2 separate regions of the Gossypium hirsutum genome follow, and region 2 is linked to region 1. Evidence: chromatin contacts called from public Hi-C data. All regions are on one chromosome and are shown on one strand. Each heading gives the region's core, a stretch centred on a gene start, on an enhancer-like site or on the middle of the called end of the contact. The rest is flanking DNA. Distances are from core to core; before and after follow the strand shown.

Region 1 (3,527 bases), core at 676-3,175:
GTTCATTGGTTATATGCTTAGGATCGATCTTCCATCCATACTCAACTTTTCAATTTCTCTTTCTTTGGGTTGCCATCCTGCCAATTAAGCTCTTCACTGTCGATTTTAGTTGCTCTATTGATCTTTTGGATCATGAAATGTTAATGGTGGACATGGCTCCAGATTTTGAAACCATGCCCTTTTTTTCCATGTCTCTATTTTCAAGTCACAATTAGTTTCCATTATGAACTACAGAGCCAGTTTTGTAGAAATTGTTTTTACATTATATAATGTGAAGTTATTGTTAGGAACAATTTGAGAGGTATGGATAATGAAAAGAAAAGATCAGCAATTTTCAGCAAGGGGTTATTGCAAAGTGGAGAACTGTATCAGGTATTGCTCTCACTTAAATCATTTCATTTCTTTTTATCTTGTTTAGTTTCTTAAGACATTTTTCAATAATGTGACAGTATTTATTAGAGACTAATGTGTATCCACGTGAACCGGAGCTGTTGAAAGAGCTAAGGGATATGACTGCTACCCACCCAAGGTAGTAGATTACATTGTAAAATTACTGTGTTAGCTTATGAAATGAAATGAATTGAATTGATTTGTACTTAAATTGTTATTTTACAGGGCTATAATGGCTACTGCACCTGATGCAGGGCAGCTAATTGCCATGCTCTTGAAGCTTATAAATGCGAAAAGGACAATTGAAGTCGGAGTTTTCACCGGATACTCCCTTCTCCGCACTGCTCTTACAATCCCAGAGGATGGCAAGGTATATAATACATCTCTTCCACCAAGACTAATACCTTAGCCCGCAAGTAAGCAATCTGTAGAATTGACCTGTGGAGGTTTGAGGGCCATTTACTCAATGTCGTCTATATACTCTTTTTTACCATTTGTTTTTGTTTAGATTGTAGCCATAGATATGAATCGAGAGGCATATGAGATAGGGTTACCAGTTATCAGAAAAGCCGGTGTCGAGAACAAAATCGAATTCATAGAGTCAGAAGCTTTGCCGGTCCTTGACCAGCTCCTTGAAGATGTAAGGATGAAGTATTTTAAAATCCTTGTTCTTAGTTTTCATTCACTGTCCTTGCATTTGTCATTATTTCCTGTTTCAGCCTGGAAATGAAAACGGCTTCGACTTTGCTTTTATTGATGCCGACAAGATCAATTACTGGAAGTATCACGAGAGGTTGATGAAATTGGTGAAGGTTGGTGGGATTGTTGTGTATGATAACACACTGTGGGCGGGATCAGTTGCAATGCCGGAAGAGTGCACTCCAGAGATACTGAGAGAGGGCAGACAAAGAACACTGGAATTTAACAAGTTGCTGGCAGCGGATCCTCGTGTCGAAATTTCGCTTGCTCCATTAGGTGATGGGATCACAATCTGTAGGCGTATGCACTGAACTTATTATCCAAAGCTTAAACCATTTTAAACATGTTTGTGGTGGTTCCCTGTTCAATTACTATGTCAGTCAAGGAATAATGAAAGTTAAACAAAGAGTCACAAAGGCCACCATTTTCATTCATATGTTTGGTCTTGGGCTTTCGACTGCTTCTAGTCTAGGATGGTAATGGTTTGGTTAGATTTGTCCTCCAATTTTCTTCTATTTAATTTTTCTTTAACACTTAAATTTAAAATTGTTTGTTAAATTTCTCAAAAAAAAAGAAAAAGTAATGCCTATTAATTTTGTTGGTATGATATTTAGGTGGATGTCGTATCAATAAATAAATAATTTTTTAATATTTAAAATTTCAAAAAATATAAAAGATATAAATTTTTTTTAAATTTTTTAAAAATTAATTAATTATTGGGTGACAAGTAAAACATGCCTAAAAACAAATAACTAGCATAGCATTCAGTTGTCGTTTTAATCGCTTGTATGGCTTTTTAGACATTTGCAACAGTCATTGGAGATGTTATCGTAATTTTGGATACAACCTGAAAATGGCATTTTAGATATTAAAATGAAAAACATGACCATTATGTAAGTTGGTCAGATTCTGAATGGTAGTAATACCGTTTGAAACAATTCCTAACACCTTCCATTCAGCTGTCTTGTCTTATTTTCCCTTTTCCTCTTCAATTTTTCTCAATGGATGATCTTCCCCCATCTCTTGTCGTTGATATCCTCAGTCGTCTCACTGATTCTGCCGACGTTGCTCGGTGCCGAGTCGCCTCCAAAACACTCAACTCTCTCACTCGCGAGGTCCGTTCCCTTAACCTCCTCTGCACCTTGTCTCGCTACCTCAAATCCCGCTCGCCGGAGACCAAGGACCACGTCACTCCTTTCAAGGCAATCTTTAATAACCTTGTCGGCCAGGCTCCCTGTCTTAACTCAATCTCAATTGGAGTCGATAAATCGCTCAGGAATATCTCGTATGACGACGTGGATGACGAGTCGGATGATTTGTATTTGACTGATGTGGGGTTCGTCAAGGAGTGGTTGCCCAAGGTTTGCGGCGACCTAGGGAAGCTATCGATTTCGGATTTTTGGATACAGTCTTGCTGGAGGAAATCTCAGATTTTGAGCTTGATTTCTTCTTGTTGTGAGTTTCTTGGCGCCTGCAATTTCATTTTATTTCTTATTTGGTATTTGGATACACTATAATTAGTTTGAAATTGAACTTAATGGAGTCGTTTTAAGGTAAATTGTATTTGTGAAGCTTAAATTGTGTTAAAATTTTGAGAGATAGGATAGTGAATGATGGTTAAGCATACCTTTAGAAATGAACTCTGTTACTACTATCTCCCGGCCATTTTGAATCGCTTGTGTTCCAATTCAGTAAGAGCAATTATCCCGTTAACATATATACATAAACACAAAAAATATATATACAAAAATGGTAAACAATCTAATATAGTGAGTTGGGTTACTCGTACTGAACCAGTCCGGTCCGCATTCTTGATAACATAGGAAATAAATTCAGTGTCAGTTTTGTTTTGGTTCCATAAAAGATTAAAACTTTTCTCTTATTCTTTAAGTTATATTATTGCTTATGCAAAGGCCATTGCCTTTGTTTTTTTTGTGTATGTAGGCAATGGTCTTATGGAGCTAGAGGTGAAGAATGCTTGGCTCTCGGTTGATGGATTAAATCCAATGACTAGGCTAACAAGTTTGACACTTGAATTTATTAGACTTGAAGATGAGGACCTAAACAAAGTTAATGAATGTTTTCCTTCTCTTCAAGTTCTAAACTTGGTTGGCGTTGGAGGACTTAAAGATCCCAAGATTCATCTCTTGCATCTTAAATCATGCTTGTGGACGGTGTCAAATGCTCCTCTGTCTCTGACTATCTTTGCTCCCAACCTCGTGAAGCTCAGGCTAAAATGTATCAAGCCGAAATCTCTTGTTCTCGACACGCCATTGTTGTCAGATTTCCATCTTTCGGTCGAGGAAGCATCTGATTTTAGAGTGAAAGAGTTCCATAATTTGGGAAACCTTCACCTTGAATCTTCGAGTCTTTGCTGCCTCCTTGACATGTTTCCATCTGGTAAATCAGTTAGGAAGCTGACAGTGAATTCTCTCAAT
Region 2 (3,583 bases), core at 203-2,702, 490 kb before region 1:
GAAATAGCTGATGTTGTTTCTGAATTATGGTGAGTTTTTCCTGATGTTGCCTTTTGATGAATCTGGCAGCTCTGCAGGACAGCCCAAGAAAACCCTGAAATTTTGTTCCTCAAAGTCAATTTTGATGAGAATAAGCCTATGTGTAAAAGTTTGAATGTGAAGGTGCTTCCTTATTTCCACTTCTACCGGGGTGCACATGGTCAACTGGAATCATTTTCTTGTTCGCTAGCCAAGGTTTGTATTTTATCCCCTCCGAGCCCATGGTCATGTTTGCACTTGTATAAGTTAACTGTTCTCCACTTGAGTGCTGGGAAATGGAATAGAAAGGGGGAAAAAAAGAAGTTAGCCATAGAATAATCATAGGAAAATTTAGCCCAACATTAGACCACTGTCCTTGAAAAGAGGTTGATGCATTGAAATCTGGTTCTAGAATACCTTGCTTGCTCGACCATAGGTGCACCATCAGAAGAATCTCTCAGCATACTGTAACTTGCTTGAAATGCTGCATGTTAGAATAATGATTCCTTTTTTCCCTCTTTCTGGTGGTGGTTATTTGGTTAAGTGAATAGGAAGAGAAATATTCAAGGTGGAAGGACAACCATAAGGGGATTCGTACTAGAAGACTCTTCTTTATGCATATTTAGGCTTCTGACTTGCATGTATAGATGACCAATTTTCTTATGCAACTGCATCATTTAAAGAAATATTCAAAATAAAATGATTAGCTGCTTTTCCTTATCATATGCAGTTTCAGAAAATAAAGGATGCTATCAAAACTCACAGACAACCGCATTGCCACATTGGTCCGTCAAAGGCGGTCAGAGACCTGAATCTCGAATCTGTATCTGCACCAATTGAGAAGCCAGCCGTGTTAACCCAAACAAGCGATTCTTTATAAAGCTTGTGTCTCCACATGTGCATGTCCACTTATATTGCACATCCAGTCGACACTCATTTTCAGCTGATCTTAATAGTATTCCTGTATATTGGCATTTTTCTGTGTAAAAGAATACTCAAGTAGGAATTCGTAGCTTTGCAGCATTCTTTTTCATTCTTATTCTGCCTGTTATATATGTAACCTCCAAAGTCAAGTGGAAATCAAATTCCCATGTTTCTGAAATCTGAATCATCCTTACCTTTTTTCTCCCTCGAACTCTATCCGTACAATATAAGAAATTCGATGTCTTAAAATGGGATGTATGCGGCTTTCACAAAGTAGATCAAACCTAGCAGCCATTGTAATGAAGTGAAGAAATCGTGGACCTTGGAAACAATAGATGACGAGTAAGATATCCACGTAAACCCAATCTGAATCACTAATATTAAGATAAGATATCAAAGTATACAGACTACACCCACAACAGATCTGACGGTTGTCAATGCCCCACGTGCCTGATATCATATCCCAGGTAGCATCATATAAAAGTACAAACCTATATATACGATGGGGTGACATCAAACATGGCAATCCTCGGACTTCAACTGCAACAAAGGTTTCCCGTCTTGACTGGTGTTTGTTATTCTCGCTTAATTTCCGCTACAATTCATGCTCCGGCTGTTGCTTCTGTCTCTAGTCTTTCGTGTAAGCTAAAAAAATGGAACAATGGTGGTAGGCTGCCACGTAGACTGGTGGTAGGCTTAGGGGCTTCATTTTGGGCTCAGTACATGAACATGGCCAGCAATAGCAAATCTTTTATTGCTTCTGCAAGGCTAAATGGTGCTGTTGAACAGGTTTATTTTCCAATTGATTATTATTTCTTTTTTCTTCCATTTGTTTCCTGGGTTTTTTTTTTCATTAATAGCTTGTGGGTTATTTAAATTTTATAGGCAATTTATAAGCTTTTGAAAATGGGTTTGTATCAAAATGGAAGAAAAGAACCTCCTAACTCATTAGTTGATGCTTGACCATAATAAAGATTAAGTTCATTGGATTGTATAGTTGATTAATTCTTGGCCTATAATAAAATAAAATTTTGCACTTCATTTATTTATTATTCTTCATGAAAATTGTATAGGCGGGTAGGCAACAAATCTTATAGGCCTTTAGTTCTTCAGTTCAGCACCAAAGGCTTAAAAGGTATATACTTTGATATGAAGCAATTGCGTCGGATTCACTGAGAATGAACGTAATGATGCATACAAGTTCTTAAATCAGATATGACTTTGAGCTGAGTTCCCGAACCCCAATTAGGTCCTGCAATGCAATTGGTAGCAGTGAATGGTTTCATGCGCTCGAATTCACAAGTAAAAACAGCTAACCTATGAATCGAAGTGCTTGGTGGAGTTTAATAGCCTCTTCTGTTTCTTGCTTTCCAGTTCATGTATGCTTTTAGTTACTTTCTGGAGTTCTCATCATTCTACCATTGTCCTAATTCTATAGTTCACCAAATCTCCTTGCTTGGCTTCACAGGCATTGCAGAATGTGGAATGGCCAGAGCAGTTCCCCTTCAAGGACGAGGATTTCCAACGCTTCAATGAGTAAATAATCCAAACTACATCTTGCTGTTTAAATTGAACTCTTATGTTAAATTTCGGCTTTCCTTGAGGTTGTTCATCTCATTTTGTTCCTGCTTTGGTTATTCCTTGCATTTATATCCTTGTTGCTGCTTCGTACTGACCATCTTCTTGATGATTATTCACATTTGGGATTTCTGGTCGGAATTTGGAGAAGTAAATTTTCAAGCATCTTTCGTCAGTTATAGAAGAACGAGACTTGCGAAAGTGCAAGATGTTAGGCAAAACTCTTTGTTCTAACTTAAACAAAGTAACAAGATTAAAACACGAGTCTGTGGAATCTATTATTTCTCAAAGACTAGGGGCTTTATGTTTCAATCAAGCAGTCCAAACTTGTTACCTGTATCGCATATAATTTCCTCTAGATTTTGCCATATAAAATAGGAAAAAAGAAGTTGATTAGTAACGCTAAACAAACAGGAAATCTCTCAGCACTCCATACCTATCCTTGCATAAATCATCCAATATTATACTGATTAAAGGATTTAATGCTTCAGCGAGTGGTTCAATCTAGCAGATATCATTTAGCTGAAAGTTTGCACTTTGCTTCAATAATTTCCAAGTTTTATCCTCAATGTTAAGCATATTGATGAGTTTCAGATTTTCATAGCTTTAATTCACCTTTCAGAACACCAGATTCATTGTTCTATGAAGCTCCACGCTTTGTTACACATATTGATGATGCAGCCATTGCCGCACTTACTAAATACTACTCAGAGGTTTTCCCTCCCAGCAATACTCCTGGAGTGAGCATCTTGGATATGTGCAGTAGTTGGGTAAGACATTCTTGATGTTGAGATCACCCTCTTCCTCTATCGCATTCTCATGATGCTGTTCTCGATTTTATGTTTAGGTCAGTCATTTTCCAAAAGGATACAAGCAAGAACGGGTAGTTGGAATGGGTATGAATGAGGAAGAGCTTAAGCGGAACCCTGTGAGTACAATATTTCTTCTCACTTTTTTACTGGTTGGATTATAAGCTGGTCATCAAAATGCTGCTACACAATGGTGATTTTAGCAACAACTTGAATGATATAGTTACTTTAATCTATTAATGAGTTCTACTAAA

Evidence for each region. Hi-C and Micro-C count contacts between places; a contact is called where the count stands out from the background.
Region 2: a Hi-C map of leaf shows a contact between it and region 1, with 3 times the contacts expected there. The contact joins the promoter of LOC107887254 here to the promoter of LOC107962682 in region 1. A contact is called at or near these places in 3 of 34 Hi-C or Micro-C datasets (all in leaf).

The regions. Positions count from the first base shown.
Region 1 is chrA06:17,349,241-17,352,767 of Gossypium_hirsutum_v2.1, reverse strand. It overlaps LOC107962682 (F-box/LRR-repeat protein At4g29420), which reads left to right and starts at 1,925. Exons shown (of 2, transcript XM_016899160.2): 1 at 1,925-2,544; 2 at 3,034-3,527. The coding sequence starts at 2,091. LOC107962681 (probable caffeoyl-CoA O-methyltransferase At4g26220) reads left to right here. Exons shown (of 6, transcript XM_016899159.2): 2 at 278-372; 3 at 450-529; 4 at 616-760; 5 at 899-1,030; 6 at 1,110-1,523. The coding sequence starts at 304. The coding sequence ends at 1,400.
Region 2 is chrA06:17,834,801-17,838,383 of Gossypium_hirsutum_v2.1, reverse strand. It overlaps LOC107887254, which reads left to right and starts at 1,452. Exons shown (of 8, transcript XM_016811444.2): 1 at 1,452-1,731; 2 at 2,411-2,478; 3 at 3,143-3,290; 4 at 3,368-3,448. The coding sequence starts at 1,462. It overlaps LOC107887256 (thioredoxin-like 2, chloroplastic), which reads left to right. Exons shown (of 4, transcript XM_016811446.2): 3 at 70-234; 4 at 749-1,120. The coding sequence ends at 898. LOC107887258 (a long non-coding RNA gene) reads right to left here and starts at 1,578. Exons shown (of 3, transcript XR_001681095.2): 1 at 782-1,578; 2 at 436-686; 3 at 1-307.